Linked DNA regions of Zea mays: region 1 is linked to region 2. Evidence: chromatin contacts called from public Hi-C data. All regions are on one chromosome and are shown on one strand. Each heading gives the region's core, a stretch centred on a gene start, on an enhancer-like site or on the middle of the called end of the contact. The rest is flanking DNA. Distances are from core to core; before and after follow the strand shown. Region 1 holds the start of LOC100382130. Region 2 holds the start of LOC100280464.

Region 1 (5,608 bases), core at 1,237-3,736, 160 kb after region 2:
CATTCAATGATATACACTAGAATATAGTGCTTAAGTGTGTCATATAGCTGTGGAATGTAGCTGATAGTGTTAACAATAAACACCTGAGGTTCCTTGGACTGTTCTGGCAATTTCTTTCTATATGGCCCCTTTCGCCACAACGGTAGCATTTGTTCTTCCAGTCACCAGCCTGACAGTCTCTTGCCCAGTGACCATCAACTCCACAGTTAAAACAACGGCCTGTTCCTGGTGGAGGTCCTCTTCCGTTGTAATCACGTGAACCACCAGAACCACGAGGAACCTGCAAACACAAGTTATTTTGGAAAATCATAAGCTCAATATCCATATGCTCATTTAAGCAGCAGCACAATGGCAGGGCACCAACTTACCCCTTTAGCAAATTCAACAATAATGCGGCTTCCATCGACGTCCCTGCCATCTAGGTTGTACTGTGCATCATCAGCATCACGGGGGTCACTGAATTCCTGTTTTGCAATTAACCAAGGGTCACAATAAAGAATGCCACAATTAAAACAAATGTTTTTTTCAATTTCTATAATATGAGCAAGCCACCATTATATAGGTAACAGTTGCAGAATTGAACTGAGGGCAGTAAAGTACACATACAATGAATGCATAGTCACGCTTCAACTCCACTTCTCGAATTCTGCGGAAATGGTTGCCACAAACAATAAGCTGACGTGAGTCGAAGTACTCAAATACATTAACTTGCAACTTCATCATCTACAACAGTCAATAAGATTACACCAAGGGCGCCCTTCACCAAAGTCCTCCACAAACATTGGAACTATGGCCACCAATTCCATCAAGGGCACCCTTCCACCACACCTCCATGGTTGTGTAAAAAACCGAAAAACCTTCAACAAGATCATTCAAGTCAAATAGGCCCAGGTCAAACATTTATTTTGTGCTTAGTGATGTAACAGAACATACACCAATAAAATCAGAAGACTTGTATGACCCCATCCACAAAAACCTCAAAATGATGTCAAGCATCACAAAACCCAACACCTTCATAAACTACCTATTATGAACAGGCGAGTTGGTTAGGTGGTCTGAGTAGCACTTGTCAGGTTCTAGGTTTGACTCCCCGTGGGAGCGAATTTTCAGGCTGTGGTTAAAAGTTAAAACATCCCCTCGCCTGTCCCAAGCCAAAGCACAGGCCTGGCCCGGTCGTTCTCACTTGGGCTACGGTGCCATTGTGTATGGGTGGGGGTGGTGGGGCAGGAGTTTAGAGGTTTTCTCGACCTGCGTGGAAGGTCTTCTTGACCTGTGTGAGAAGGTCTTCTTAATATAATATTGTACAGACGGTCTTACCCCCACAGGTCGAGTTTTTTTTGAACACGATAGGAAAGCCCCTAGCTTGCTATTGTATTTTATATCTGGATTGATGTGTAGTTGTGTACCACAAAATTTAACCATGCAGAGTTAACATCACGTGCTCATGATATATACTACTCCCTCCGTTCATTTTTATTTGACGTCGGCATGTAAAAGTGGAATTGTATGGCGTCAAATATATAAAAACGGAGGTAGTAGAGCATAACTGGTGTCCGACCACATAACAAAAAGCAGCACGCCAGCACACTCTGAGTTTCAGAATAGTTCTATGTGCATATAATGTGATGCTTACCTCCCATATTTGCTGAAAAGGTATTCTAGGTCACGAGAACGGGTGCGGGGAGACAATCTTCCAACATACAAGCGTGTATTCCCATAGCGATCATCATTGCGAGGCATATCTCCTGAACACGTGAGAAGCATAAGCGTCAGTATTCTAATGAGAAGTAAAAAAAATCTAGCTCAAGTTCACACAACAAGAACATAAGAGCATAAACATATATCTGAGCCATCTAATACTTCGACAATCCAACTAGAAAATGGATCCCAGGTTCAATCTACACAACCATATATCAGTTCGAACATCACAGCAATGGCAGCGGCCATGGATTGTACGCACTTTTACTCATCAAGCTGCAAATACCCCTAATCGCCCAGGTGCTAAATAAATCTGAGATCCGCGCAAGAAATCGTCCCCCAGCAAAACCCTAAGCAACACGCCGGACAAGCAAATCACGATCTCCGCAGCAAAAAAGTTGGAACCTGTCGGCCGTAAATTACCAGACAGCCAGAACGGAGCGAGAATTTACAAAATCATCGAACACAGCGGGGCGCCAAAGAAGCAAATCGACCCGGTAAGCAGCAAAATCGCCGCAAGCAAAGACGACAATTTTTTTTAAAAAAACGGAACCGAGGGCTCGCTGCAGAGCATAGATCCAGCGGAACATGAAGGGCAAGCCACCGGGTCCTTACCAGCAGTAAAGAAACCAACCAACGGGAAGATGGCCAACGCAACCAGTACAGCGTGAGGAGAAAGAGAGCGGTGGAGGCGCACGGTGTACCTGGATCTGGATCGAGGGAGGCGCTTCCGGCGGCGGCGATGCGGCGGGGAGAGGGTTTGGACTTTGGAGGGTGTCCGACGATGCGGGGTGGGGAAAGGATATGGTTGGTTGGTCTGGCCTACTAGGGAGCCGCCAGCTGCTTACTAGGTCAGGCCTCCCCGTTCCAGCCCATGGGCCAAAAGGCGGTGCAGGCCCATCGGCGTTCCAGCTCGGCCCAGCCCCGCACAACGAGTGAATTCCACCTCCGCCGCCGGCGGCATCATCAGTTTCTCTCTAGTAGAATTGAGATCCCTCCTACCACATCCGTTCCCCTTCCCTTCCCTCCTCTCGCGCGCCGGCTCCACGCAGATCCAGGTACCTGTCCTATCACCGTTCTCTCTCTCGTCTCTTGCCGGCGAGCGGCCGCCGTATCGCTCGCTCTCCACGGAGGGACGCGATTGCCGCTACGTCCCGTGGGGCCGCGAATCGGGGCGTTCCTTCGTTCGTTCCTGGCTTTGCCGCGCTGCGTGGCGGGGATCGTCTGCCCGTCGGTGTTTGTTTTCTAGAAGCGATTCTATTGTTCAGATGAACCTCCGTGCACGCCCCGCATGCAGTTTGACGCGGGGACCTGTGAGCCTTTGGCCCGCCCGATCTACAGTCGCTAGGGCTTTCGAGGGTCGCTTAGGGTTTTTGTTGGGGGGGGGGGGGGGGGGTTATTCTGGGTTTTTGTTGGGGGATTAGTCTATCCTCGGTCGGGTGTGCGATTTTTAGTTTCTGCTACCTCGAATTGAACACTGGTACCCTATATTACTGTGTGATATTGAATTGAATAGTGTTTCAATACAGTCGGTCAGCAGCAATACTGCGCAATTCAAATTTACTTTCCGCTCCTGCTCAAATGGTCCAGCCTTGGAATGCAACAACAATGATTTAGACCTTATATTATTTTGGTAGTGAATGGCTAGTACAGTGGAGCCCGAATGTTTGGGGATTGATTCTAGCCTAAGGCTATATGCTACTGTTCACACCGAAATTTCTGTATGGTTGCTCTCATAAGTGCTGAGCATCAATCAACCATGGCCATGGGGGCCCTCCAAGTTGCAATTTCTGCTGCCCTCTTTGTTGATACTCTCTTGCTCACGGTTTTGTTGCAGGACTAGGCTGTTTCGGTTGGTTGGGTAAGGTCGGGGAATTCTAGTCTGAATTTTTAGTTTCTGTTACCTTGAATTGCATAGTGTTGTGGCTGCATTGCAGTTGGCAACTAGCGACAACTGCTTCCCGCAATGAAATAACGAGGCTTTAGACCTTTAGCGAAGGGAAAATACAGTTGATCTCAATCCCTTGGGGATCAATTCTATCGGATGGTACTGATCTAATAGTAGTTTCTGTATAGTGGTTCTCATGATTAATGACCAGCAACCAACGTTATTAGTTGGGTTGCTATCTGATATGATCATATGACTCTGTGGGGGCCTCCGCGTTGCAATTGTAATCACTAGCTTTGTCGATACTCTCTTGTGGTGTCAGGTTCGCTATGACATATGCACTGTCATGAGATTGTACAAGGTGACAGGGGAAATCCTCTGTTTTAGTGCATACCATTCATTTAGGGCTCTGATTGAATTGTTTGTAATCCTTTCACTTGTTATCACTAAACCGTATTGTTAGTGCAATTTGTAGGTGCTTTCTGCCACTTTATTCATTAAGTTCTTGATGAAACAACTAATAGTATTTTTTTTTGTTGACAGGAGATATGCCTCGCTATGATGACCGCTATGGAGGCACGCGCTTGTATGTTGGCAGATTGGCCACTCGTACTCGTTCCCGCGATTTAGAACATCTGTTTGGCAGATATGGAAGGTAAGACCAGCACTGTGCTCAGTCAGAGATTGCCAAGAGTATCCAGTAATTGAAAATCTTGCAATGCTTTACATTGTCTAAAAATATGATCAGACCAGTCAGGATACTTGATTTCTGAGAAACACTTGGGCTGTCATTATGTATGATCTTATAGAATGTACTAGTGAGGAGGTTCTCCTGCTCTTTTAATAGGTTGTTGCTATCAGGTGTCAAGTAAAGTAATGAGTTTCTTGTTAAATTCGCCATCAGATGGTAAACAATGATTGTTCTGAACTGGTGGAGGTGCAAACCATCTGATATATAGGAGAGCCTAGTAAGCTAAGGGGCCCTTGCTACCCTTCTTATAGCCATTTTAGCAGGTACTGGGTTCAGTGGTACTATTGAGTCTTATCAAGTTACTTGTGGTTGAGCCTCTCTCCAAAACATTGTCTTTGGTAGTTTCTGTTACTTAAATAATGTAGAAAGTTTCCCCCCTCAGAAATTGTGTGTTTGACTTGGATGATCTTGTTGAAGGTTTTTCGGTTTTTACCGGAGGTCTTTGGTGGAAGGGTGCCCTTGGTGGACTTGGTGACCATTTGGTGAAGGGTGCCCTTGGTGTAATGTTATTGACTGTTTTAGTGGAAGTTCCAAGTTGGTGATGCATTTGAGTACTTGACACATGACGTGACGGCTTACTGTTTGTGGCAACCCTTTGCGCAGAATACGAGAAGTGGAGTTGAAGCGTGACTATGCATTTATTGTACGCTAAGTTTACCTCCCTCAGTTCAATTCAGTATCTATTTTCGTTTTCTGTGCCCATTTGTTATTGTGTGGGAAATGTATTTCTTTTATATACATGGTTTTGTTTGTTTTGCTTCTTGCCAAATTACCATACAGGAGTTCAGTGATCATCGCGATGCTGATGAGGCTCGATACCAGCTAGATGGCAGGGATGTTGATGGGAGTCGTATTGTTGTTGAGTTTGCTAAAGGGGTAAGTTGCCTCTTCAATTATATGATTTCTGGATGAACTGATTATAAATCTTATCTTCTCCTTTTTTTCATCATTCAAATTATGATGTTTATTCTGATATTGGATCTGCGTGCAATCTTGTGTATAACTTGTGCTTGCAGGTCCCACGTGGTTCAGGTGGCTCACGTGAATATATGGGGAGAGGCCCTCCACCAGGTACAGGTCGTTGTTTCAACTGTGGAGTTGATGGTCACTGGGCAAGAGACTGTAAAGCTGGTGACTGGAAAAACAAATGCTACCGTTGTGGAGAAAGGGGCCATATAGAAAGAAATTGCCAGAACAGTCCTAGGAGTCTCAGGTGATAATTGATAATATTTTTGTGCTCAAGCCTAATGCTATCTAATCGTAGCCTATCT
Region 2 (5,275 bases), core at 1,668-4,167:
TTCATCTGCAATGCCTTTGGAGATGATCAGACTAGAAGGAAACCCCTCATTTATGTATGCCTCAAAATATTGCACCATACCTTGTATTTGATTCAAAGCAGAGTCAATGCACATGTCTGGCGATTGCAATTTCTTACTCACTTTGTTTACAGAATATAAAATATCATGCCAGATAACCATACCAAGCAAAAACTCAAAGTTGCCAAGTGCATCAAATAAACTTTTTGCATCACTTTTGTCCTTAGGTTCAATATCAGAAGCATGACTTAACTCAAACAAAGCTGACCTCAACTCCTTTGCTTGATATGTTATTGCGATAATACTTGAGATACGACTCTCCCAACAAGTATTTGACAATGATTTTAGAGTAAAAATGGGAACATGTTTACACAAAACATTCCACCTTTTTATTGAACCAACAAATAACACATATATGCGTTGAACAATCCCAAAAAATGAAATAGCTTTCTCACAAGATTTTGCCATATCACAAAGAGTAAGATTAAGACTATGGCAACATGGCATATACAATGCTCTTGGATTAATATCAAGCAACCGCTTTTGTACCCCTTGATGTTTTCCTTTCATATTGGAACAATTATCATAGCCTTGACCCCTTATATCATTAATATTTAGGCCTAATGACTTCACAGAATCAAGCAACACACTAAAAAGCCCCAAACTAGATGTGTCATCGACATTCAAGAACCCCAAAAAGTATTCCTCAATATTTATTTTTCCATTAGACAAATTAACACAACGAACTAACAAAGTCATTTGTTCTTGATGACTAATATCAGGAGTACAATCTAGGATAACAGAGAAATACTTGGCCTCTTTAACAATCTTTATGATAGATCTTGTAATATTAGAAGACAAAAGAACTATCAACTCATTCTGAATCTTAGGACTCAGATAATGGTAATGAATTTCTTTGTTCTGAATACGCCTAAGATGGTCTTGCATTACCAAATCAAATTCTGCAATCATCTCAACATAGGCTAAGAAATTTCCATTACTATCACTATAAAGCTGCTCAATGCTTCCTCTAAAAGCCAAGTTGCGTTTACCAAGAAATTTCACAATTGCTATTATTCTTAGCAAAACTTGTCTCAAACGCTCTTTCTCTTTATTGATTTGCTTTTGCAAGTCTTTATCAATAGTTTCCTCTTTCTGCATTCATGTCCTCAATTCATTCCACTTGTTCATGTTCTGAAAATGCTCAACACTATTTTCATGTTCTCTAAGCTTTGTACTAATATTCCTCCAATTTCTACATCCATTATGTGCTAGAGAACTCAGACTGTTGCTAGTTCTAGACTTTAAGATCTTACAACAAAAGCAAAAAAAACTTTATCAACATGCTTTGAATAAACCAACCATTTTCTATCATATAACTCTCCATTGCTTAACTTTCTATAATAATGAGCATATGAAAAATGTCTTGAGGCATCATCTAAAGGGAACTCGAGACCTTCCTCTCTTATAGGTCTTTTCCCAATTAATATGTCTCTTGCTTTATTATCAAGATTATCCCAATTTCTTGGATCATAAATGTCAGGTTGTTCATCAACACTACCAAAATGTGCATGTGCATCAGATGAATTAGACATATTCTCATGGTCACTTACATTGTTATCATCGGCGTTGATATCAACATGTTCTTCTCTAGAATTTTCTCATTGGTTGGTTCCTCTGTCCCCACGGGAACTATTGCCAACACAAACACATCATTTGGATTCGTCGAAGCACTAGTATTGCTCTTGAAAAACTTGTCAATAGCTCCTCTCTGTGAGTCTATGAGATCATCCACACGTTTTTTCCTTTTCCCTTTTTCACTTCCAGATGGATATCTTCTCGATGACATGATTACACAAAGCACTGAAAATAAAAAAGATATATATCACAAATTAAATGATAACATAAGAATGATTATACATATCTAAATAGTGTGGTTATTATTATTAATCAGTTACCTTAAATTTGTCAATTAGATTAAGCCAACAATAAGCCAACAATCAGTTACCTTAAATAGCTCGCAGGACACCAGGACCACGCAGTGAGGGATCGCCCGATCGGCGAACGGTGATCGTGATCGCCTGATCGGTGATCCAGTGGCGGTGATTGATTGATCGGCTCGGCTGATCTGAATATCTGATCGCCAGCCGCCAGGAGGAGCCCAGGACGCGGGACTGCGGGAGCGGCCGAGCGGACGCCAGGCAGGCGATTAGGTGAATAGGCGCGCGACACCGCGGCAGGCGAAGGTGAACGATCGGTCGTTCCAGTACCACTTGATCTCCAGGCCGGGCGTGTCGCCGACGTGCGGGGCCTGGGCCGGCTCACGACCCACATATTAGAGAGACCGCTTGCGTATACACGCAGCCGTGAGCCGTGCCTCGGTCGCTCGGCTGATTATTACGGTGGCCCGTGATAGTGGGGTGGGGGCCCACTAGCTTTGTGGGGTCTGGTGCGGTGGCACCGCTGCACCCGCAGGGCCGGTCCTGTATGTATAGATGGATATTGTTTGCATCATATATTGTGATATGCCTATGGGCTTGGGAGGTTAAGCCCCTAACACGATCGATGCCTGACCGGCCCTCAAGTTTGACCGCTCTTCGGCCCAAGCCCAACCCTTCTCCTTCAGCGCGTTCTGCTCGTGTGGGCGCCTGGCCGCCCGGTCCAGCCCATGTGTGAGAGCTTTTGTCCGATTAATTTGGTTGCGGTTTAGCTTTCAGTTTTGCAACTTTTGGCTTTGGCATTCTAAAAAAATCATTTTATTGTTTTTTTACAAAGAACGGGAAGATGGCATTGCTGTAAGTTGCGTGCTCTTGGCCCGGACCGCGATTTAAAATTTCTTAATTGGGGAGAGGCCCTTTTCACGCCTGCATCATGATCAAGTGCGCGATGAATGGTGATGGGCAACTTTTGATATTATTTTTATATATCGATGGGAGAAAAGGGGGAGTACATGTTGTGGCACGCCTAGTCAGCTCAGCGTCATCACTTCTTTCTTTCTGTGGCCCTCCTCGGCTCGGCCGCTCGGCACAGAGCAGCAGCACAACGCCACAGCCACCGCAGGCCAGCCGAGCGGGACGGACGGGACACGTGGCGGCACGTGTCTGTTCTCGGCCACCGTCGCCGGGATAAATTTTCCGAACCCAGTTGACCCGACCGCCGATGAACCCTGGCCAGATTCCTCGGCACGTGGGCCCACCTCACCAGCCTCAGCTGCCGCCTGCCTGACTTGGGCCCTGCCCCTTCCTGTACCTGTCCTCAAGGTCGCCCCCGCGCTGCCCATCCCCCTCCCCCTCCTCCTTCCTCGGCAGCTCGTGGCGCTCCAGTCCACAGAGGAGAGGACACGACACGACGAGGGGCCAGGCAGCAAGCTCTGCTCAGTCCGTTCCGCGGGCCGGTCGGTCGGCGATGGCGCGGCACGCGGGCACGGCGCTCCTGGACCTGGTGGCGGGGCAGGTGGACCCGGGCGCGCCGGGGTTCTGGCGCGACTTCCTGGTCGGCATGCTCAAGCCGGCGGCGGCCACGGCCGTGGTGGCCATGGCCGTCGGGCTCAGCTTCTCGCAGCGCCTGGGGCTCGAGGGCGAGATGCTCTACGCCATCGCACGCGCCTTCCTCCAGCTCTCCGCCATCGGCTTCGTCCTCCAGTTCATCTTCGCCCAGAAGAACGCGCTCTGGATCCTCCTCGCCTACCTCTTCATGGTATGTATGTATGTATGGATGGTATGGTACCTAGGGGTATGGTACCTGCTGCTCAGCCTCCAAATCTCTCTCTTGCAGGTGACGGTCGCCGGGTACACGGCGGGGCAGCGCGCCAGGCAGGTGCCGCGCGGGAAGCGCATCGCCTGCGTCTCCATCCTCGTCGGCACCGCCGTCACCATGCTCCTGCTCGTCCTCCTCGACGTCTTCCCCTTCACCCCGCGCTACATCATCCCCGTCGCCGGCATGATGGTCGGCAACGCCATGACCGTCACCGGCGTCACCATGAAGAAGCTCCGGGAGGACGTCAAGATCCAGAGGAACCTGGTGGAGACGGCGCTGGCGCTGGGCGCGACGCCGCGGCAGGCGACGCTGCAGCAGGTGAAGCGGTCGCTGGTCATCGCGCTGTCCCCGGTGATCGACAGCGCCAAGACGGTGGGGCTCATCGCGCTGCCGGGCGCCATGACGGGGCTCATCATGGGCGGCGCGTCGCCGCTGGAGGCCATCCAGCTGCAGATCGTCGTCATGAACATGCTCATGGGCGCCTCCACCGTCAGCAGCATCCTCTCCACCTACCTCTGCTGGCCGGCCTTCTTCACCAAGGCCTTCCAGCTCGACGACAGGGTCTTTGCAGACTAAGATACATGCTGGATTGTAATGTAACCGAGTCCCAGTTGTTTGAGCCTTTTGAGGTAGAAACAGAGCTAAGAGCTGTGGCTTTCGGTGTCACTGTTGATGCTGAGTTCTTGGGGAGGCTCTCGGGCGGGTATCGCGCGTTGGATCCCCATTTGACCAAACAGTTTTTAGATAATGGAAAAAATCAAAAATCATCCGACCTTGGCCTCAAATGAGCCTCAAATAGCCTCAAATGAGGTTACCGCCAATTTGACCAAACAGTTAGGTGTGCTTTCAATACAAAAAGGAACTTTACAAAAGCGCTTCTAAAACTTAGTTCAAGTTTGAGTTTGAAAAGTATGTACAATGTTCTTAGGGAAGGGTTTAGATTTCGAAAATAGTTTTAAACGTTAGACGAGCTAAGCCATATGTTTCGAATTTTAGCTCAAAAAGGGACTCTAAAAGTTTCATGCTTTGACTTTCAAAATTTGATTGAAAGTAGTTTCAAAGAATGATTTAAAAAAAAAAGAGTTTCCTAGATATGATTGAAAAACAGGAGACATTTATTTTTATACATTAAAATTAGTTTGTAAAAAGTTGAAGAATTTTCAACTTAAGTAGTTTCGAAGATAGATGGAAGGATGGTTAAAAAGCATGTGGTATAAAAAAATAAAAAACAATTAACATCTCTTAACACAACCGGAATTTGGTTATTTGCCGAGTGTCAAATGTTTTGCCGAGTGTTTTTTTTGACACTCGGCAAAAAACTATTTGCCAAGTGTTTTATTTTTGACACTCGGTAAAAAGCTTTTTTGCCAAGTGTCAAATATATAACATTCGGTAAAGAGCTTCTTTGCAGAGTGTTTTTTTTCAACACTAGGCAAAGACAGTTTAAAAATCACATTTTAAAGCAGTAAATTAACTCAAATAAAAAGTTTTCAACTACAAA

The links. Hi-C and Micro-C count contacts between places; a contact is called where the count stands out from the background.
Region 1: a Hi-C map of leaf shows a contact between it and region 2, with 4 times the contacts expected there. The contact joins the promoter of LOC100382130 here to the promoter of LOC100280464 in region 2. A contact is called at or near these places in 9 of 25 Hi-C or Micro-C datasets (bundle sheath, ear, endosperm and 3 more).

The regions. Positions count from the first base shown.
Region 1 is chr8:136,146,979-136,152,586 of Zm-B73-REFERENCE-NAM-5.0, forward strand. It overlaps LOC100382130, which reads right to left and starts at 2,487. Exons shown (of 6, transcript NM_001174891.1): 1 at 2,403-2,487; 2 at 607-1,745; 3 at 369-464; 4 at 84-280. The coding sequence starts at 723. LOC100276428 reads left to right here and starts at 2,661. Exons shown (of 7, transcript NM_001320254.1): 1 at 2,661-2,756; 2 at 4,130-4,241; 3 at 4,941-4,980; 4 at 5,118-5,213; 5 at 5,354-5,550. The coding sequence starts at 4,135.
Region 2 is chr8:135,990,903-135,996,177 of Zm-B73-REFERENCE-NAM-5.0, forward strand. LOC100280464 reads left to right here and starts at 2,918. Exons shown (of 2, transcript NM_001153384.2): 1 at 2,918-3,714; 2 at 3,793-4,642. The coding sequence starts at 3,424. The coding sequence ends at 4,350.